2 separate regions of the Sus scrofa genome follow, and region 2 is linked to region 1. A link is a contact called in public HiChIP or PLAC-seq data. All regions are on one chromosome and are shown on one strand. Each heading gives the region's core, a stretch centred on a gene start, on an enhancer-like site or on the middle of the called end of the contact. The rest is flanking DNA. Distances are from core to core; before and after follow the strand shown. Region 1 overlaps FGGY (FGGY carbohydrate kinase domain-containing protein). Region 2 overlaps FGGY (FGGY carbohydrate kinase domain-containing protein).

Region 1 (5,151 bases), core at 1,279-3,778:
TGGACTTGGAGGATAGACTTGTGGTTGCCAAGGGGGAGGGAGTGGGAGGGACTGGGAGCTTGGGGTAAATAGATGCAGAATGTTGCCTTTGGGATGCATTAGCAATGGGATCCTGCTGTGTAGCACTGGGAACTGTGTCTAGTCACTTATGATGAAACACGTAATGTGAGAAAAAAGAATGTATACATGCATGTGTAACTGGGTCACCAGGCTGTACAGTAGAAAAAATATATATATAAATAAAAAAATTAATTGAAGCAGAGCTAATTTACAATGGTGTGTTAGTTTCAGGTGTTCAGCAAAGTGATATATATTTTTTCAGATTATTTCCCTTATAGATTATTACAAAATATTGAGTATAGTTCCATGTGCTATACAGTAGGTCCTTGTTGGTTATCTATTTCATATAGTAGTATGTATTTGTTAATCCCAAACTCCTAATTTATCTCTCCCTCCCTCCTTCCCCTTTGGTAACCATAAGTTTGTTTTCTATGTCTGTGAGTCTATTCCTGTTTTGTAAATAAGTTCTGTTTATCATTTTTTTAGATTCCATATATAAATGATGTCACATGATATTTGTCCTTCTCTGGTTTACTTAACTTAGCATGATAATCTCTAGATCCATGCATGTTGCTGCAAATAGCATTATTTCATTCTTATTTATGGATTAGTAAAATTCCATTTTATATATATGTACCACATCTTTATCTATTCCTCTGTCAATAGGCATTTAGATTGCTTCCGTGTCTTGGCTATTGTAAATAGTGCTCTGTGAAGCCTGTGGTACAAGTATCTTTTCAAATTATGGTTTTCTCTGGATAAATGCCCAGGAGTGGGATTGCAGGATCATATGCAACTCTATTTTTCAGTTTTTTAAGGAAGCTCCATACTATTCTCCATAGTGGCTGTACCAGTTTATATTCCCACCACAGAGTAGGAAGGTTCCAACTGATTTGAAAGGACATACCTTTAGATAATTTACAGAATACTCCCAACCCTTAATAATCTAGAAGAAATTTTTCTCAGATCCCAGTGACAGAAGTTCCTCTCCTGAGTTAGTTAAGTTCCTCTTATATATTCATGCAGTCAATCTCGATTGTTTTCTCACCTTTTTTTTAGCCACTAGGAAGTGTAGAAACAAATTTATTAGTAATTATGAAGACCATACTTTTTATGAAGCTCTTGGCTTCACCCTTAGTTATTCTATTAATATGTTCACTCCATTGTGATTTTTAAAGTATTTCTATCACTGTTTTTATCTTCTCCTAGTACCAGTCACTTCAAATCTCTTTAGAGGAAAGGATTTATAAATATGAATAAGATTTTGTCTGATTGTACACAATTTTATTATTCCAATTTCTGACTTCCCATTTCTCATGTTACCAAAACTCTGGACTGTTATTCACTAAAGGATAGGACGTGGCAAATTCCTCAAACACTGAACTTCAGTTCTTGAATTGCAAACAGTGATAGCACCATGTGCTTTAACTGATGGTCAGGAGGACTAATGGGGTTCACATTTATTAAAATGCTAGCAAAGGTATAGAGAATGCCCTCAACAAATGACTGTTGCTGTTATTACATAATTATTATATTAACGAAAATGGCAATGATTATTTTTATCAATGTAATGAAAAAAAATGGAACTGAATTACAAATTAATCATAGGCCAAAGGGGTGATTTTCTTTTTCTTTTAATAATGTTTTTCTTTTCCCCATTATAACTAGTTTACAGTGTTCTGTCAATTTTTACTACACAGCAAGGTGACCCAGTCACACATACATGTATACATTCTTTTTTCTCACAAGAGTAGCTATCATATTTTGGAGTATAAGAACAATAAATAAAGGGGAGGGTGATCAGGAGAGTAAACCAGATAAGAGGAGGAGGAAGAAGACTTCTTACACATTGTCACTGCCAAAAACAAGTCTGAAGACTTAAGACAAGGTGAAATCTGATCACTTTTCAGCCATGACTCCACTAGAATAATAAAATGAAAAATAGAAAGGGGGAGAAAAAAAATACCTCCTAGCTTTTCTGGCATCCATTTCCCCAAAGCCTCCCAAAACAATCACAATAAGAGCCAAATAAACACCAAATTTGAACCGCTCCTTGGCCCAGAGGATGCCAAGTTCATGTTCCACTGCCCAGATTTTTTTTGGCATTGGCGCATTCAGACTCAGACCTTCCTTTTCCTTATTCTAGAAGATGGGACAGATGGGCTGAGGGTGGGGGGAGGTCATTAAAAGAACTGTGAGTTGTTTAAATACTATGTGTTACACATTTTATCCACAGCACCTGTAACCCTGGGGACATCCAGATGAGGACCTGGGCTTGGGTGAGGTTGGGGGCGGGGAAAGGTAATTTACTCCAGAATTGCAGAGAGTACACAGCAGAGCCACTGAACCCAGGTCAGTCTGACTACAAGGACTTCCTGCTTTCCATGATGACAGAAACGTAATGCAAAGACTCCTTGTCAAAATCCATAGAGAAAAGAAATGAAATAGCTAAGTCTTGCAAAAAGTTTCTCAGCATTGTGTTGAGAAATTTTCCATCACCTCCCTCAGTCAGTCTATACAATAACCCCATGGGGCAATTACTCCCTCTTCCCTATTATATTCAATCAAGAGAGATGATGATGATGATGATGATGCAGGTTGAAATGAGAAGAGAGAAAGAATGAAGAGACTGAGGAAACAACAGGAAAGAAAGACTGGTAATTGCCCAGGGAGAGGGCAACCATCTTTATCAGAGGAAATTGGTGCCTGGTGCCCAAGGTCCACAGGCTCTGCCCTAGAGGAGAGGGAAGCTGGTGGGGAGGCCTCTGGAAGGTGCTGGCCAGTATGGCAAGGGCAGGGGAGGGGACGGCAAATTCCTACTAAGGAAAGTAGAATGACTCATTGAGTGCCACAGCCAATAAAAAAAAGATGGCAGGGCTGCCGAATAGCACAGGTAACTATATCTAGTTACTTGTGATGGGGAGGATAATGTAAGAAAAAGAATGTATGTACAGATACACACACACACACACACACCACACACACACACACGAATGACTGGGACACTTTGCTGCATAGCAGAAATTGACAGAACAGTGTAAATCAAGTATAATTAAAAAAAAAAAAAGAAAGGACAAAGTTATTAGAAAATTTTCAAAAAATGGCAGGGGTAACGGGACAGTTAATGAATCGCTGATGAGCATTAAACATTCTGCTTCCTCAGGATGTGAGCTTGTCATAGTGGGATGGATGCCCCCAACCTTGTTCTGATTGGCCAACCAGAAGCTGTCCATTTAATTCACCCTATTCATTTGACTTTTTGTTTATTTATTTATTCGTTGTCTTTTTAGGGCCGCACCTGTGGCATATGGAGGTTCCCAGGCTAGGGGTCTATTCAGAGCTAAAGCTGCCGGCCTACACCACCGCTCATGGCAACGCCAGATCCTTAACCCACTGAGTGAGGCCAGGGATCAAACCTGCAACCTCATGGTTCCTAGCTGGATTTGTTAACCACTAAGCCACAACAGGAACTCCCATTTGACCTTTTAAAATACTTCCTGAAAAAAAAGGACAGACTGAACTTCTTTGCAGAACAGACTCACAGACTCACAGACATTGAAAAACTTAAGGTCTCTGGAGGAGACCGTTTTGGGGGTGGGGGGATGTGCTTGGGTTGTGGGATAGAAATCCTGTGAAATTGGATTGTGATGATCATTATACAACTACAGATGTGATAATTCACTGAGTAATAAAAAAAATTTTTTTTAATTAAAATACTTCCAATCCTGGGTCCTACTGTACAGCACAGGGAATTGCGTGTGATTGGGTCACTTTGCTGTACAGCAGAAACGGAAAAAATGTTGTAAATCAACTATACTTTAATTTAAAAAAAATTCTAATGGGAAAAAAGAAAAAATAGAATATATATGTATAATTGAGCCACTTTGCTGTATACAGAAACAAATGCAACTTTGTAAATCAACTATACTTCAATAAAAAAAAAAAAGAAAGAAAAAAAAATCTTCCAATCCTTCACAGGTGTGGACCATCTTACAGTCACATCTTACTTTCATGTATATTCTGTTAGGCAATGTTGTCCCAACTTACTGACCAAACAACCACCTGGGGGACTTGTTAAACAACAACTTTCCAGGTAAGGAGATTCTAATTCAGTAGGCTTAAAACTGGAAGTCTGGGGGTCCAGCATTTGAGCAAATGATCCAGGTGATTCCTATAATCAGGCTAGTTTGGAAAAAATGTTTAATAGGACTCTCCCAATAAGCTTGCAAGGCAGGTACCACGATCCCTGTTTATAGATAAGAAGAATGAGATTCAAAAAGGGTAGGCCATGCCCAAGGTCACCAAATTCCTGATCACCAATTCACCAAATGGCAGAACGGAGGATAAGTCAGGTTGTACTCATGCCACTGCATTTAAATTTCTCTGAGCCAGAGCTAGCTTCAAACAGCCTGCTCCTTGGCATCAGATACTAGGAAGTGGGGGCATAGACTATCTACCACCAGAAGAAAAGACCAGGGAGGACCTCAACGCCCTGGACTGATTAACACCCAAGGAAAAAGAGAAGGAAAAGTGAGGTCCTCCTTTATCTGTAGTTCTGCTTTTGGGTTCTCAGAGCTTGCAGGCCAATGGAGTGTTATAGATACTCATGCGTATTAGAGCTGCTTTGACTACAAGGTCCATTTGGCTAAAATAATCAAAACACTTCCTTCACTACTGCACAAAGACAGGAAAATGAAACTAGAGAAAGGTCCTTCCAGAAATAACTCTAAATAACTAATATCACACCAAAAGAGGAACGTCCAGATGAGTTCTTCAGCCACACAGCTGCCTCTGCATTGATGATGACAATACAATGGTGATACATTGAACCTTCTGGGGTACAGTTCAGACCGCTCCTCCAGAGCCCTCTCCCCAGAGAGGGGTGAGTACCTCAAGTCTGCTGAGGCCAATTTTATACGTGATTGCATCCCCTCTACCCACTGGTGGGAGGGGAGGAAAAGCAACAAGATGAATGACGACGCTTATAAAACACGCCCTCTGCCATCTCTTTTCTGGAAGCCCTGGCTGCTGAATGAGCTATCCCACTCTCGCCAACTGTCTGCAAGGAAGGTCCAAACACAAAATGAGACA
Region 2 (5,151 bases), core at 1,430-3,929, 190 kb before region 1:
CTCGGCTTCACAGCACTTAAACTATCATATATACAGAAGAGTGTATAAAACACATGGATAATGTAAAGACTCCTAATAAAGACTCACCCACCCTTCACAGTAAATGCCAGTTCTACAAAGCCCTCTGAGAAGGCATTTAAAAAAATTAAAAAAAAAAAATCTCCGAGTTGCCATCATGGCTCAGTGGTTAAGGAATCTGACTAGAACCATGAGGTTGCGGGTTTGATCCTGGTCTTGCTCAGTGGGTTAAGGATCTGGCGTTGCCATGAGCTGTGGTGTAGGTTGCAGACGCGGCTCGGATCTTGCGTTGCTGTGGCTCTGGCGTAGGCCATGGCTACAGCTCCTATTGGACCCCTAGCCCGGGAACCTCCATATGCCACGGGTGCAGCCCTAGAAAAGACAAAAAGACAAAACAAAACAAACAATAAAAAACCCCCAAAAATCAACAACCAACACACCTCAGCCATGTATTTAACCAGTGCTCTGAAACTTGTGGCAAAACATTATTTCCTAACTTGTCTTTCTAGATTCAGCACCTATATGTACATTCCTAAAATACATTGCCTCTCTTGCCCCTTTATAAATTTTACGTGAATAATTTTTTATTTGTTTCATGTTCTGTTTTTTTCACTTAAAATTGTTTAATTCATCTATATTTTTCTCTTTTTTTCTGGCCACGCCTGTAGCATACAGAAGTTTCCAGGCAAGGGATCAAATCCATGCTACAGCACTAATCAAAGCCATGGCAATGACAACGCCAGATCTTTAACCCACTGATATACCAGGGAATTCCTTCATTTGCATTTTTCTATGTAGCTGTAGTTCCTTCAATTTATGTATGTATACCACTCTAAGCATATAATACAATATAGTCATTCTATTACTATAGAATGAAGAGTGGAACTTTGGATTGCTTCAAATTTGGGGTTATTATGAAAAATAATGCTATGACTACTCTTGTCCTTATCTCTGGGTACGTACTGGGGCATGGGTACAATAGTTTCTCCAGGTTTTTACCTAGGAATGGAATTGGTGGAGTACAGGAACTGAATGTGCATATTCAAACAGCGCTTCACAATTTTCCACAGTGATTACACCAGTGTACACTCCCAGCAGCACGGTCTGAGTGTGGAGCACTTACCAAGGTCTGTATTTGCAAATTTGTGTGATTGCTTAGTATCCATCTTCCCTCTAGACGGTGAGGTCTGTGTCTACTTTGCTCACCCTTTTCACTCCATTGTCTGGCACATAGTAGCAGCTCAAAAACAATGGCTGAATAAAAGAAGGCACTCTGGATAAGAAGTTTAAGAATTTTTTTTTTTTTTTTTTTTTTTTTTTTGTCTTTTTGCCTTTTCTAGGGCCACTCCTGCGGCATATGGAGGTTCCCAGGCTAGGGGTCCAATCAGAGCTGCAGCCGCCGGCCTACGCCAGAGCCACAGCCACAGCAACTCGGGATCCGAGCCGCGTCTGCAAACTACACCACAGCTCACGGCAACGCCGGATCCTTAACCCACTGAGCAAGGCCAGGGATGGAACCTGCAACCTCATGGTTCCTAGTCAGATTCGTTAACCACTGCGCCACGATGGGAACTCCAAGAAGTTTAAGAATTTCGGATGTGAACACAGGTCTGACTTCAAAACCCATGTCTTTTCCACCACTGTAACATCTTCCTTACCTCAAGACGGTGATGGGAGTTCCCATCATGACCCAGTGGTTAACGAATCCGACTAAGAACCATGAGGTTGTGGGTTCCATCCCTGGCCTTGCTCAGTGGGTTAAAGATCCGGCGTTGCCGTGAGCTGTGGTGTAGGTTGCAGACGCGGCTTGGATCCCGCGTTGCTGTGGCTCTGGCGTAGGCCGGCAGCTGCAGCTCTAACTGCACCCCTAGCCTGGGAACCTCCATATGCTGCAGGAGTGACCCTAGAAAAGGTAAAAAGACAAAAAAGACAAAAAAAAAAAAAAAAAAAACAAAAAACATGGTGATGATCATCTGTATCCTATTTATTAGTTTCCAACACAATGGTAGCAATCAAATATGGTAATGGTATCAACCCAGTAAGCACAGAGTACTTATTAAGTGTCCACCAACGTTTCACCACTGTGCACTTGGACACAAAGGTCGGCAGACGGGGTATATGACAGGTGACTCTCAATGGCAAATGCTTTATGAATATATGTGGATTAAGATTACTTTGTAGAGGAAGATGGGGGTTTCAGATATCACTGCAGGGAAAACCAGGGAGACCAATTAATGCTTTCAAGTCCAAATTGCACCTGTGTCCCAAATTATTCACCAGCACAAATAAAAGCTGCTTGCTCCAAGCCCTGATCAGAACAAACATTTGATCCTGCTATATAGCACAGGGAACTATATCTAGTCATTTGTGATGGAACATGATCGAGGATAATGTGAGAAAAAGAATGTATTTATGTAGGTGTGGCTGGGTCACTTTGTTGTACAGCAGAAATTGACAGAACATTGTAAATCAACTATAATAGAAAAAATAAAAAAATCTTAAAAAAAAGAACAAACATTTGAAAATGCTTTTACCCAAGTGGCATCATTTTTCATCTGTGCCTGAGCTCAAAAAGGGCTGGGCAGAGAGCTGGATTAAACATTGCAATTCAGCTCGGCACTGTGGGTTCAAAAGTAAACTCTGACTTCCTATTTACACTGAAAGTCTTAGGCCTCTGTGGTTTCCTGTTGCATCCTGCTGTGTCTGTGCTTTGGTTTCTGAGTCTGTCTGCACAAAGCTGCAAATAGGGTCCCTCAACTGTTTCACTCTGTCCTGCTTTTCACAAGAAGATAAGAATCCTACAATCCCTAACTGTTGGCACATTCTACAAGGTACTCTCTCCAAGTCCTGACTTTTCAATCTAGACCTAAGCTACCAAGAGAGGCTTCCTTTGAATGGATGGAGACTCAAGAAATCTCCAAGTGTGACACAAACCACAGGAACTGACAGACCGTCCACATGAATTTACCACATTCTACACAACTTTTACATTCATTTCTTTCACTCTTCCGTTCATCTAGTGTAAATTTAGAGTAACTTCTATGTACAAGGTACTCTGATAGGCACTTGAAAACAATGGTGGAGAGATATAATTTCGACTCCAAAGGAGCTTAAAGCCATAGTCCCTGATGAGAATCAGTTGGGCATCTACTGATATGACAGATTTGCGTATACTCCTCCCAGCAAGATTCACGCCCCATGACAGCAGCACTTGAAGAACTGCATTTTGAAGGAGATCTCCAGGAACATTTTAAGGACATTGAGAATGGGGTGGCTGGCAGCTTCATGAAGAATTTACAATCATAGTGGGGACTAGTGACCCAGAGTCAGGAGCCCCTCCTGTGATGAACCAGACTTTTCCCAACTGCAGGATCCTTCAATTTGAGTCAACGGAGAGGAACTAACTAAGCAGCAAAAATGGCTTGGGGTTTGCTCACATATGTATTGAGTCTTGGCCCTAACCCTTGGTAGCTGCAGGACTTTGGACAAATCACTCAGTTTCTTTGAGCCTTATTTGAAAAAGGAAAACAACACCTGCTCTGTCTTAGCTATTCTGAGTATCATAGCCACAAGGCATTTTTACAAACTCTAAAGCACTAAGAAAGAGTTAGTCATTTTAGGACCACAAAAACTTTAACAAACAAGAAAATTAAGCCAATGCATAAGGTTTCCTTTAAACAGTTAAAACTAGCCTATCTCTTTTCAAATTTTTTACTGAAGTATAGTTGATTTACAATGCTGTGTTAGTTTCAGGTGCAGAGTAAAGTGATTCAGTTTTACATACATATATATCTAGTCTTTTTCAGATTCTTTTCTCTTATGGGTTACTACAAAATACTGGGTAGAGTTCCCTGTGCTATACAATAGGTCCTTGGTTATCTATTTTATGAATGTATAAATTAATCCTAAACTCCTAATTTATTCTAACCCCACCCCTTACCCCTTTGGTAACAAGTTTGTTTTCTCTATTTGTGGGTCTATTTCTGTTTTGTAATAATTTCATTTGTATAATTTAGATTCCATGTATAAGTTATATCATATAATATTAGACCTTACATAATTTACTTAGTATAATAATCTCTAGGTCCATCCACAGTGCAGTAAATGACATTATTCATTCTTTTTTGTGGCTAAGTAATATTCCATTGTATATATGTGCCATATCTTCTTTATCCAATCCTCTGTTGACAGAAGTTTAAGTTGTTTCCGTGTCTTGGCTATTATAAATAGTGCTGCTAGGAACACTGAGTTGCATGTATCTTTTCGAATTATAGTTTTCTCTAGATATACACCCAGAAGCCGGACTGCAGGATTATTTACAATTAGCCATCTCTTAACCATCCCAAACTTTGGTCATGGGTCCCAGTTTCTCTTAAATATTGCAGCTGTGTATTACATGCTTCCTTCCTGGTTATAACAGTTTTTTTTTCTGAAAGCAGAGCTTGAAGCTGGACCTAGTCCTGGATAGGACAGTGGGATATACCTCTGGTACCATGTTAACATTTTCGAGGAATGAATACAAAAGCCAGGAGACCAGCCAGATCTGGATTCCCCTGCAAGTCCTAGCTCTGTAATTTCTCTGACCTCAATTCTATCATTTCTCAGATGAAGAAATGAACTCTACTGGGTCATTTTAGGCTACTACCCTCTAATGACATTTGACTATTGCTTAATCTGAATAGTATTACCTTTATTCTGACCTGAAACATGGCTACTGTATCTTTCCCTTTCATAAGTTAATCTCACATGTCTGTTGTGAGGATTAGATATTCTAGATGCAGACTGCCTAGCAGAGAAAACAGAACCTGGTAATTATTTAATAAATCCAGCAATCATAATTCTTAAGTATAAACATATTCCTTGTTCATCCCTAAAATGTTGTCCCTGGAAAATTCTTCTTCATCACATAATATACAAAACCCTGAGCAGCACTTTTTTTTTTTTTTTTTTGGTGAATACTTCTTTTTTCTTTATTATGTATTTTTTTTTAATTTTAATTTTTTTTTTCTGCTTTTTAGGGCCACACATGTGGCAAAAGGAAGTTCCCAGGCTAGGGGTCAAATCAGAGTTGCAGCTGCCAGCCACCGCAACAAAGGATCTGAGTAGCGTGTGCGACCTACACCACAGCTCACA

What was found. HiChIP or PLAC-seq counts read pairs in DNA pulled down with a chosen protein or histone mark.
Region 2: a contact with region 1 is called in an H3K27ac HiChIP or PLAC-seq map of alveolar macrophages. The contact joins two enhancer-like sites. A contact is called at or near these places in 2 of 2 datasets of contacts at active chromatin or transcription factors (alveolar macrophages and skeletal muscle).

What each region holds. Positions count from the first base shown.
Region 1 is chr6:153,135,548-153,140,698 of Sscrofa11.1, forward strand. The region is part of intron 5 of FGGY (FGGY carbohydrate kinase domain-containing protein); the gene reads right to left. Among named protein-coding and RNA genes, the nearest start is that of FGGY, 75 kb to the right of the region's middle. Within about 2 kb of position 2,529, at least 6 of the 83 cell types and tissues checked have an H3K27ac peak or open chromatin away from gene starts, as enhancers often do. A contact at or near this core is called in alveolar macrophages, where this site is marked.
Region 2 is chr6:152,941,257-152,946,407 of Sscrofa11.1, forward strand. All of the region lies in intron 8 of FGGY (FGGY carbohydrate kinase domain-containing protein), which reads right to left. Among named protein-coding and RNA genes, the nearest start is that of HOOK1, 230 kb to the left of the region's middle. Within about 2 kb of position 2,680, at least 13 of the 83 cell types and tissues checked have an H3K27ac peak or open chromatin away from gene starts, as enhancers often do. A contact at or near this core is called in alveolar macrophages, where this site is marked.